Regions from separate parts of the Mus musculus genome. Here region 1 is linked to region 2. The links are chromatin contacts, called in public targeted proximity ligation maps. All regions are on one chromosome and are shown on one strand. The core of a region is the stretch at or near the end of the contact, and the rest is flanking DNA. Distances in the headings are between cores, read along the strand shown.

Region 1 (3,805 bases), core at 592-3,091, 170 kb after region 2:
TGGGAAAAGGGGAGGGGCAAAGATTGTAAAAACCTGAACCCCACCCCTACCCTCCACTCCAGTGTGAAGTACATGGATCATGAACTGTAGCTCTGAGAGGTGTCTCAGCTGAAAGACATCTCAGGTCATCTGACCTGATAGACTAGGAAAAGGAGACTCAGACAGGTCACAGGTTAAGACAGATGATGGAGTCCCAGTGCTGGTCGTGAAGTGTGGGACTCTGATCAAAGCGACCTGTGTGCAGAAGTGCAGGATTGATTCCAGAACCTTAGAGGTCCCCAGTCAGGCTGGCATTGGGCACAGAATGGTGTGTGCATGCGTGCATGCATGAGTGCATGTGTGCATGTATGTGTGCGTTAGAATTTTTAGGGAGGTGATTGGCCAGCTAAGCATGCTGGCTGCCTGTGAAGACACTGACCATTCATTTGCAGTTCATCTGAACACTAGGGACTGGCTTCCCTCCCTGGAGCATGGCAATCGCAGAGCCAATGTGGTTTCCAGCCTCTAAGCTCAGAGTTAAGTCTGTGTGAGGACAAGTTTCACTATTCACCTCTGTAATTGGTGCCTGTATGGGGCCCAGGGGAAGCCAGGAGGTTGACAAATGAGGTTCGAACCCCACTCTTTTCTTTTGCTCCAAAGATCCCTCATCTATGCTGACTGTAGTGTCTCTTTCACCAAAGATGCTGTGTCTACATCAGCACCAGTCTGTCCAACACTTTCATCACAGGCCAGGTATGACAGTGTACACAGACTCACCTCTCTATAGAGCCTTTGAGTGCCCTCCCCAACTCTACGAGAACGTCTAGGGACTAAGAGGGACTGAGAAGATGCACTTCCCTCTGTACCCCACTAGCGCCCATCTGGTTGGGCATTTCAGAGGGAAGACAGCCATTCTTTGCAGCTCCAAGGTGCATCCAACTTCAGGTGTGGTGGCCCTGGGGACGGGAGACAGGTCACGGCTTGCCCTAGTGTTTTGGGTGCTCACTGCCAGCAGGAGAAACCTTCTGCGTGGAAATTACTTTAATTTGCAGTTGACAAAAGGCAAATTGCTGACATTTTTCTGCTAGGAGCCTGGAATGTAACCTTGCACTACTGCCCCAGACATTCCAGGTGGCAACTTCCATTAGCCGGCCCAGATTTTTAACTTCAAACAGGCTATAGAAAAAAGAAAGAAAGAAAGAAAGAAAGAAAGAGAGAGAGAGAGAGAGAGAGAGGGAGGGAGGGAGGGAGGGAGGGAGGGAGGGAGGGAGGGAGGGAGGGAGGGAGGGAGAGAGAGAGAGAGAGAGAGAGAGAGAGAGAGAGAGAGAGAGAGAGAGAGAGAAAGAAAGAAAGAAAGAAAGAAAGAAAGAAAGAAAGAAAGAAAGAAAGAAAGAAGAACTTAAGTCGTTTTACAGGTGGGCAAACCCACAGTCTTGATTTAACTCCACGAGTTCTCTCCCTTTGAACTCTACTGTTCTGGGCAGCTTAGAGAGCAGAGTCCTTGTGGGCATCCCATCCTGGGGTAGGGTTCTAGCCTTCATTGTGCTCCGCAGCAGTTGCAGTCTGCAGGACGGTGATTTTTAACTGGATGGAAGACCCTTCTGGTTTGGTAGACTGTGTGTAAACTGACTGCGAGGCCACGGAAACAGAGACCTGCTGCACCTCTCTGCAGGAAGCGTAGGATTCAGCAGGATCCCAGGTTCCTTCACGAGTGAATACTTGAATGAATGGGTGGTTTCCCGTTTTTTCTCAAGACCGGAGCATTTTTGTCTGTCTAGTCGTAAACTTCCAGAGCATTCCAGAAGAAAGGGCATCCTTTAGATGCGGTGGTGCTGGTCACCTTCCACTTAAAATATGTCCCAGAGATGCCTGTCTTGGGTGGGGTTCCGGGGAATGCAGACTGAATGGAATGCCTTTTGTGCCAACTGGGAACCTGAGGATGCTGCTGCCATCTTGTGGACAGTATTTGAAATACACGTCTATGTCTTCCCAAGATTCTGGCCCGTTCTACAATGGAATATTTTCCTTTGGAAAGCATTAGGCTGTGTTTCCAGAGCCACCCTTAACTGATTTCTGTTCTCCTGCGGAAGTAACAAAAATGATCGCGATATCAATAAATATATTTATTGGGTTTAAAAAAGTTTAATAAGACCAAGATCTGACGCCCAACTCTCTGCTTTGCCCTAACTCTTGGCCGTTTATGCTACACTTTACCTTGCTGCGTCTTTTTCTTCTTCCGCTGGTGTGGCAGTGCATTTGTACCCAGGATCACATTGTGTCTCAGCTATCTGCTTCCCCAATGGCAGGGACCTGAGAACTGATCAAAGTGTTGGGGGTACAGATTTTTAAAATTAAATCATTCGTTTATGTTTCGGGGTGCGGTGTGAAACTAGGACTTCACACTTGTCAAGGACACACACATTCAACAATTGGGCAACATCCTTGACCTCTGACTACAGAGATTTTTTTTTGACCCCTGTGCACCCATTATGTATTACATTTGGTTTGGAAACACTGTGTGTGTGTGTGTGTGTGTGTGTGTGTGTGTGTGTGTGTGTGTGTGTGTACAAATCCACAGGAGAGGTATGCAGTATGTTCCTGGAGTATATTCTTTGTTTTTTGTTTTGTTTCATTTTGAGACAGGGTCTCACTGTATAGCCCTGTCTGGTCTGGAAATTGTAACGTAGACCAGGTTGGTCTCAAACTCACAAAGATCCGCTGCCTTGCCTCGAATTGGGTTAAAGGCATAGACCACCACATTTAGTTCTTCCGAAATATATTCTAATTGAAGATTGATGTAGATTTTTAATGGGGTGCTTAGCAACCCCATTAGTTACTTGTAAGTTCATTTTTACATGGATCAGTGTCCCCAGGACTGCCCAGGTGAGCTGTAACCATTATTTAAACGGTTGCTTTGTTATTTTTAATTACATGTACACGTCTCTGTGTGGGTCTAGGCACTCTGCTGGTGCCCAAGATCCCAGAGATATCAGATGTTCCTGCAGCTGGAGTCACACGTGGTCATGAGTCAGATAATGTGGGGGCTGGGAACGCAACTCAGGTCCTCTGGAAGAATAATACGTGTGCTTAACCACTGAGCCATCTCTCCAGTCTGAGCTGTTACGGTTATTAAATTCATATCTGCACCCCATTTTGGAGCTCTTGACACAGGGTTGCTCTTGCGGGAAGCCATTTGAATGCACCTGGAGGTGGGAGGGTGGAACAGCAGCCCACAGATGTGGGCACTCAACCAGTCGTACATATACCACAGTCTGTATTTTGAGCTGAACCACCCAAGTGCAGCCTCTAGGTTTAAAGAAGACTTTTGAGCAGTTTTTTTTTCTTCATTGTACTAAATGGAGTCCAAAGGTTCACTTTTTAAAAGCCTTTGTGGTAGAATACAAAACTTAGAATACATTTATAAAAAAAAGACATTGAAACGCTTTAGACCTGCAGGTCCATCCTTTGTGGGTATAAATGTGTCCCTATGTATTAGTGCATTTGAAGGGACCACTTCCTACGCGACCATTTTCCAAGTGCTGTCTCTAGTGAGACCAGTGTCTGTACAGAGGAGGCTGGGGCCTCTCTGAGGCCAGCCCCAGATCACATCCCAATCTGTATACAAGCCTCATGGGGACTTCTGCAACCCCCAGCCACTTGACCTTGAGGCTAGACCTTCCTGGAGAGTGTGGCTTCGTTCTCTGCCGTACCCTCCTCACCCTTTAAAGGCCTGATGGAAATGAACGTTACCTTGGGAAGAATGTAGAAGATAGGCTTTTCATCAGAGGAACACACCGCAGGCGGATCAGCAAAACCCTTTGAGGAA
Region 2 (3,871 bases), core at 38-2,537:
AACTCACAGAGCTCCTCCTGCCTCTGCCTCCTAAGTGCTGGGATTAAAGGTGTGCACCACTCCCACCTGGCTTGTTTTTTGACTCTTACTTACCTCCCACTCCCTCTTCCACTATGTTCCTTAAGCCTCACAGGGAGGGGCTGGTATAGGTTAGGTTGAGCCCCTAAACAAGACGTTCACACCTTATTTTAAGATACTCTCAGAAAGTTGCTCATTGGACAAAGATATGTAGAAAACATTGCAAACAGCCTACTGTTGCCTGAGGCAGACCCAGGAAACCCCTGGAACTCACATAAAGGTAGACTATGAGAACGACACACAGTTATCCTCTGACCTCCACTTGTGCGCTGTGGCACGTGGGCCACCCTCCCAACACACACACACACACACACACACACACACACACACACACCCCACAATAATAAAAGGATTAAAGAAAGGTATTTGTAATCTATTTGGTTTCAAACGCCTGAGAATCATTCTGGAATGTCAGGCCCCATCATCTGATTGCTGAGTGACTTAGACAAGGAAATGAATGTCTTGAAGCCTTAGTCTCTGTATCTATCAAGTGGGGCAAATCATCACATGACCTCCCAGGGTTTCTGTGAGCATTCGAGGAGATAATTCAGGAATTACTTATCTGTAACTCAGCACAGTGTGAGCACTTAGGCAATTTTGTGTTCTGCTGTCCTCACACTCAGTTTTGAGAATGTCTGTAGGGATGAGCTAGAGAGACAGAAAGCATGATGGGAAAGATGTCTAGGATGATGGGGCTGAGCTGGGCGGGGGTGGGGTTGTTGTTGTTTGTTTTTATTTTTTGTTTGTTTTTGTTTTTCATATCAGAATGCTGTAAAAACACATGGCAACTTTTGTAAAAAAGAAAAGGGATTACCAAGAAGACAACAGCCTTGATTGCTTGAGACCCCTTGAGAACTTCAAGACCTCCTTGCTCTGTTAGTCCTTGGTCTTGTTGGAGCCATCTGAAGTTGGACCTGTAAGCAGAGCCAACAGTCCTGTCACATGCTTTCCCTTCCTGGCCTGCTCCTGCCCAGGGGAATCTCACTAGCAGGTGTGTGTGTGTGTGAGTGTGTGTGTGTGTGTGTGTGTGTGTGTAGGAAGCAAACACTTGAGTCTGGATAAAGCTTGAAAAGTGATAACACTTCCTCAGCACTACCACCTTGAGATAGATGCCTGGGGTGTGAAACCCACCCCCACAACAGGAGATGCCTGGGGAGAGGATGCCTAGTGGAACTCCACTCTGATTAGTCAGCCTTTATCAGCCCAGTACCAGAGAGTTCTTTTGTGTCTACTCTTCCTCTTCCATCCCTGTTGTCTGCTCTGTCACAGATTGTTCATTAGCACTTGTGGCAAATGTCTCAAGGCAAACAGGAGGGCTAAGTGACAACCAAACTGTTTCAATCTCCTGGGAGGGACAGAGGAGATGGGTGGAGACGTCTTTCCCAGAATTGAAAGGCAGAGAGGATGGGGTTGGGGCTCCCACCAGGAAGGTGCACACGGAGCCTGGAGCAGAAGGAAGGAAGGCTTCCGGTTCCCAGTCTCCAGGGCTGCTTGGGGGTGGCTCATCTGCCTTCCACAAGGCAGATAGGGCACCCCGGAGGCAGCGAGTGAGCAACAGTGCGAAGGGAGGAGCTGGGGCTTTCTCCTTCCAGGAGAATGTTCAGAGGCTGTGGGGCGTGGAGCTGGAGTCTGATCTTTGCTCATCAGATCCACCAGAAGGCCACTGGCCATGCTTTGTCCATTTTTTTTTTGCTGAAAATAAGCTTATAGATTTATCTTTATTTCTTAAGACAGGCTCTCTCTGTTTTAGTTCTGGTTGTCCCAGAACTCGATAGGCTACACCAGGCTGGCAAACTCAAACTCAAAGAGATCTATTTGCCTCTGCCTCCCCAGTGCTGGGGTTAAAGGCATGCACCACCGTTCCCAGCCTCAGATTTAATCTTTGAGAAGGTGTACTTTTTTGTATTGTATATGCATGTGTTACATGGTATACATCATATGAATGTCTCCCCTGTATGTGTCATTGTGAACTACACCTGTGCCTGCTGTCCTCAGAGCTCAGAAGGTGAAGCTGGCGTTCCTGGAACTGGACATGTGATGGTTGTGAGCCACCATGTGGGTACTGAGAAACAGCCCTTTCTCTTAATCACTGAGCCATATCTCCAGACCTAGATATTTTTTTCTTAAATGGGTCACACTCTTGCATCATATCAATGACATTGTTTTTTTTTTTTTTCCTTGTGGTGTGAGACTGAACGTCACCTGTCCTTAGCATATGCTCCACTCTACGACTAGACCTCTAACACTGGAAACTTTTGCCTGATGCAAAGCCACCAAGGTCTTCTCCTAGAGGCTTTGCTCTTTTTTAAATTAACTAAGTAATTTTTGAGTCAACGACTCTCATAGCTTAGGTTGACCTTAAGCTGACAAAGAGGTGAACAGAATTCACCAGTGAAAGGCTAATCTTCTCAGATGGGCTGCTGAAAAACAAGAATCCGAAGGCAGAAAAATTAAACTTTTGTTTTGATAAGTTTGTATCATTTGATTTTTTATTTGCTTAGTTTGTTGGTTAGATGGTTGGTTGGTTGGCATTTTTGAGAGATGCCCTTAATATGCAGTTCAGACTGGCCTGGAATTCATAATCCTCTTGCCTCAGACTCCCCCACGCTGGGATTTCAGATGTGTGCTTACTACCTGATCTGAGAGGACTTCTGTTGTTCAGTCATATTTCTCAGAACTGTCCACTCTTCATTGGATTCAAGCATTAAAAATAGATTTTTTTCCCCTGAGTTTGGGCCTTCATCTCTAAAGCCTCCCATGAATGTAAAACAGATATGTTCTCTCAAGCAGAAAGGAAATGGTTGATCCATATTTCAAACCACAAATTCTGCTCATCGTGGTTGACTGTGTGGGCTCAGTGGTCTAGTGCTTACCTATTATACTCGAGGCTCTGGGTCCCATCCCTAGCATTGGACGTGGGTAAATTTGATTCACACTTTAAACCTGTATTAAATGCAGAAGCTAAAACTTCTAGGAATGTAGCTCTGTGGGTAGCGTGCTTGCCGAGCAAGCATGAAGCCCCAGGCACAGTCCCTATACTACATAAACTGAATATGTGGTACATGCCTGTAACCCTAGGAGGATCAGAGTTCAAGGCCATTCTCTGACTGAGTCTAGGTTAACCTGAGAACAGACTTAACAATATTGTGTCTCCCTAAGAATGTGGGCTGCTCTTCTTATTAGTTTCCCTTAGGGAAATAAGAGAAATAGGGAAATTACAATGGCCAACACACAGGCCTTGCATAGCTTTTCTTCATCAGATCTATCCTAAGCACTTCATGTGTTTTCATGCTGTTATGGATGCCACTGCTTAAGTCTCAACTTCCAATGGCTCATGGCTGGCATATAAAAACAGAATCAAGGCAGAGGAAGGTAGTTCTCTGTGAGATTGAATCTAGCCTGGTCTACATGGCAAGTTCCAGGCCAGCCTGGGCTACTCAACCCCTGTTTCAACAAAACATGATGGTGTTTGCATTTTTTCTTTTTGTATCCTGATCTTGGATCCTGCAGCACAGAGGATCATAACATCCTGCAAATAAGAATAAGAGTAGTTTTCCTTCCCAACATTTATTGTACTTTTTATCCATTGTTCTTTGCTTTTCCATCTCCCAAACAATACTGGACAGAAGCAGGAAGAAAACATCTTTGCTTTGTTCTTGAGTTCAGGTGAAAGAACTGGATTTTTCTTTGAGAATAATGTTGCCCAAGGTTGATACAAATGCTCATCTGCAAACTGAAGTACTATTTTTTTTTAATAAAAAAATTGTATTTACCTAGAAGCAATTACAGAGTG

Evidence for each region.
Region 1: a targeted proximity ligation map of extraembryonic endoderm stem cells shows a contact between it and region 2. A contact is called at or near these places in 23 of 39 promoter capture datasets (the 3T3-L1 cell line, 3T3-L1-derived adipocytes, the C10 cell line and 15 more), 261 of 484 Hi-C or Micro-C datasets (the 3T3-L1 cell line, 3T3-L1-derived adipocytes, the 63-12 cell line and 133 more), 43 of 130 datasets of targeted methods (CD4 single positive thymocytes, the G1E-ER4 cell line, the HPC-7 cell line and 29 more) and 4 of 9 other capture datasets (adipose tissue, embryonic stem cells, embryonic tail and 1 more).

What each region holds. Positions count from the first base shown.
Region 1 is chr19:37,885,065-37,888,869 of GRCm38.p6, forward strand. No RefSeq gene overlaps it. Among named protein-coding and RNA genes, the nearest start is that of Gm52397, 99 kb to the right of the region's middle.
Region 2 is chr19:37,718,079-37,721,949 of GRCm38.p6, forward strand. No RefSeq gene overlaps it. Among named protein-coding and RNA genes, the nearest start is that of Cyp26a1, 22 kb to the left of the region's middle.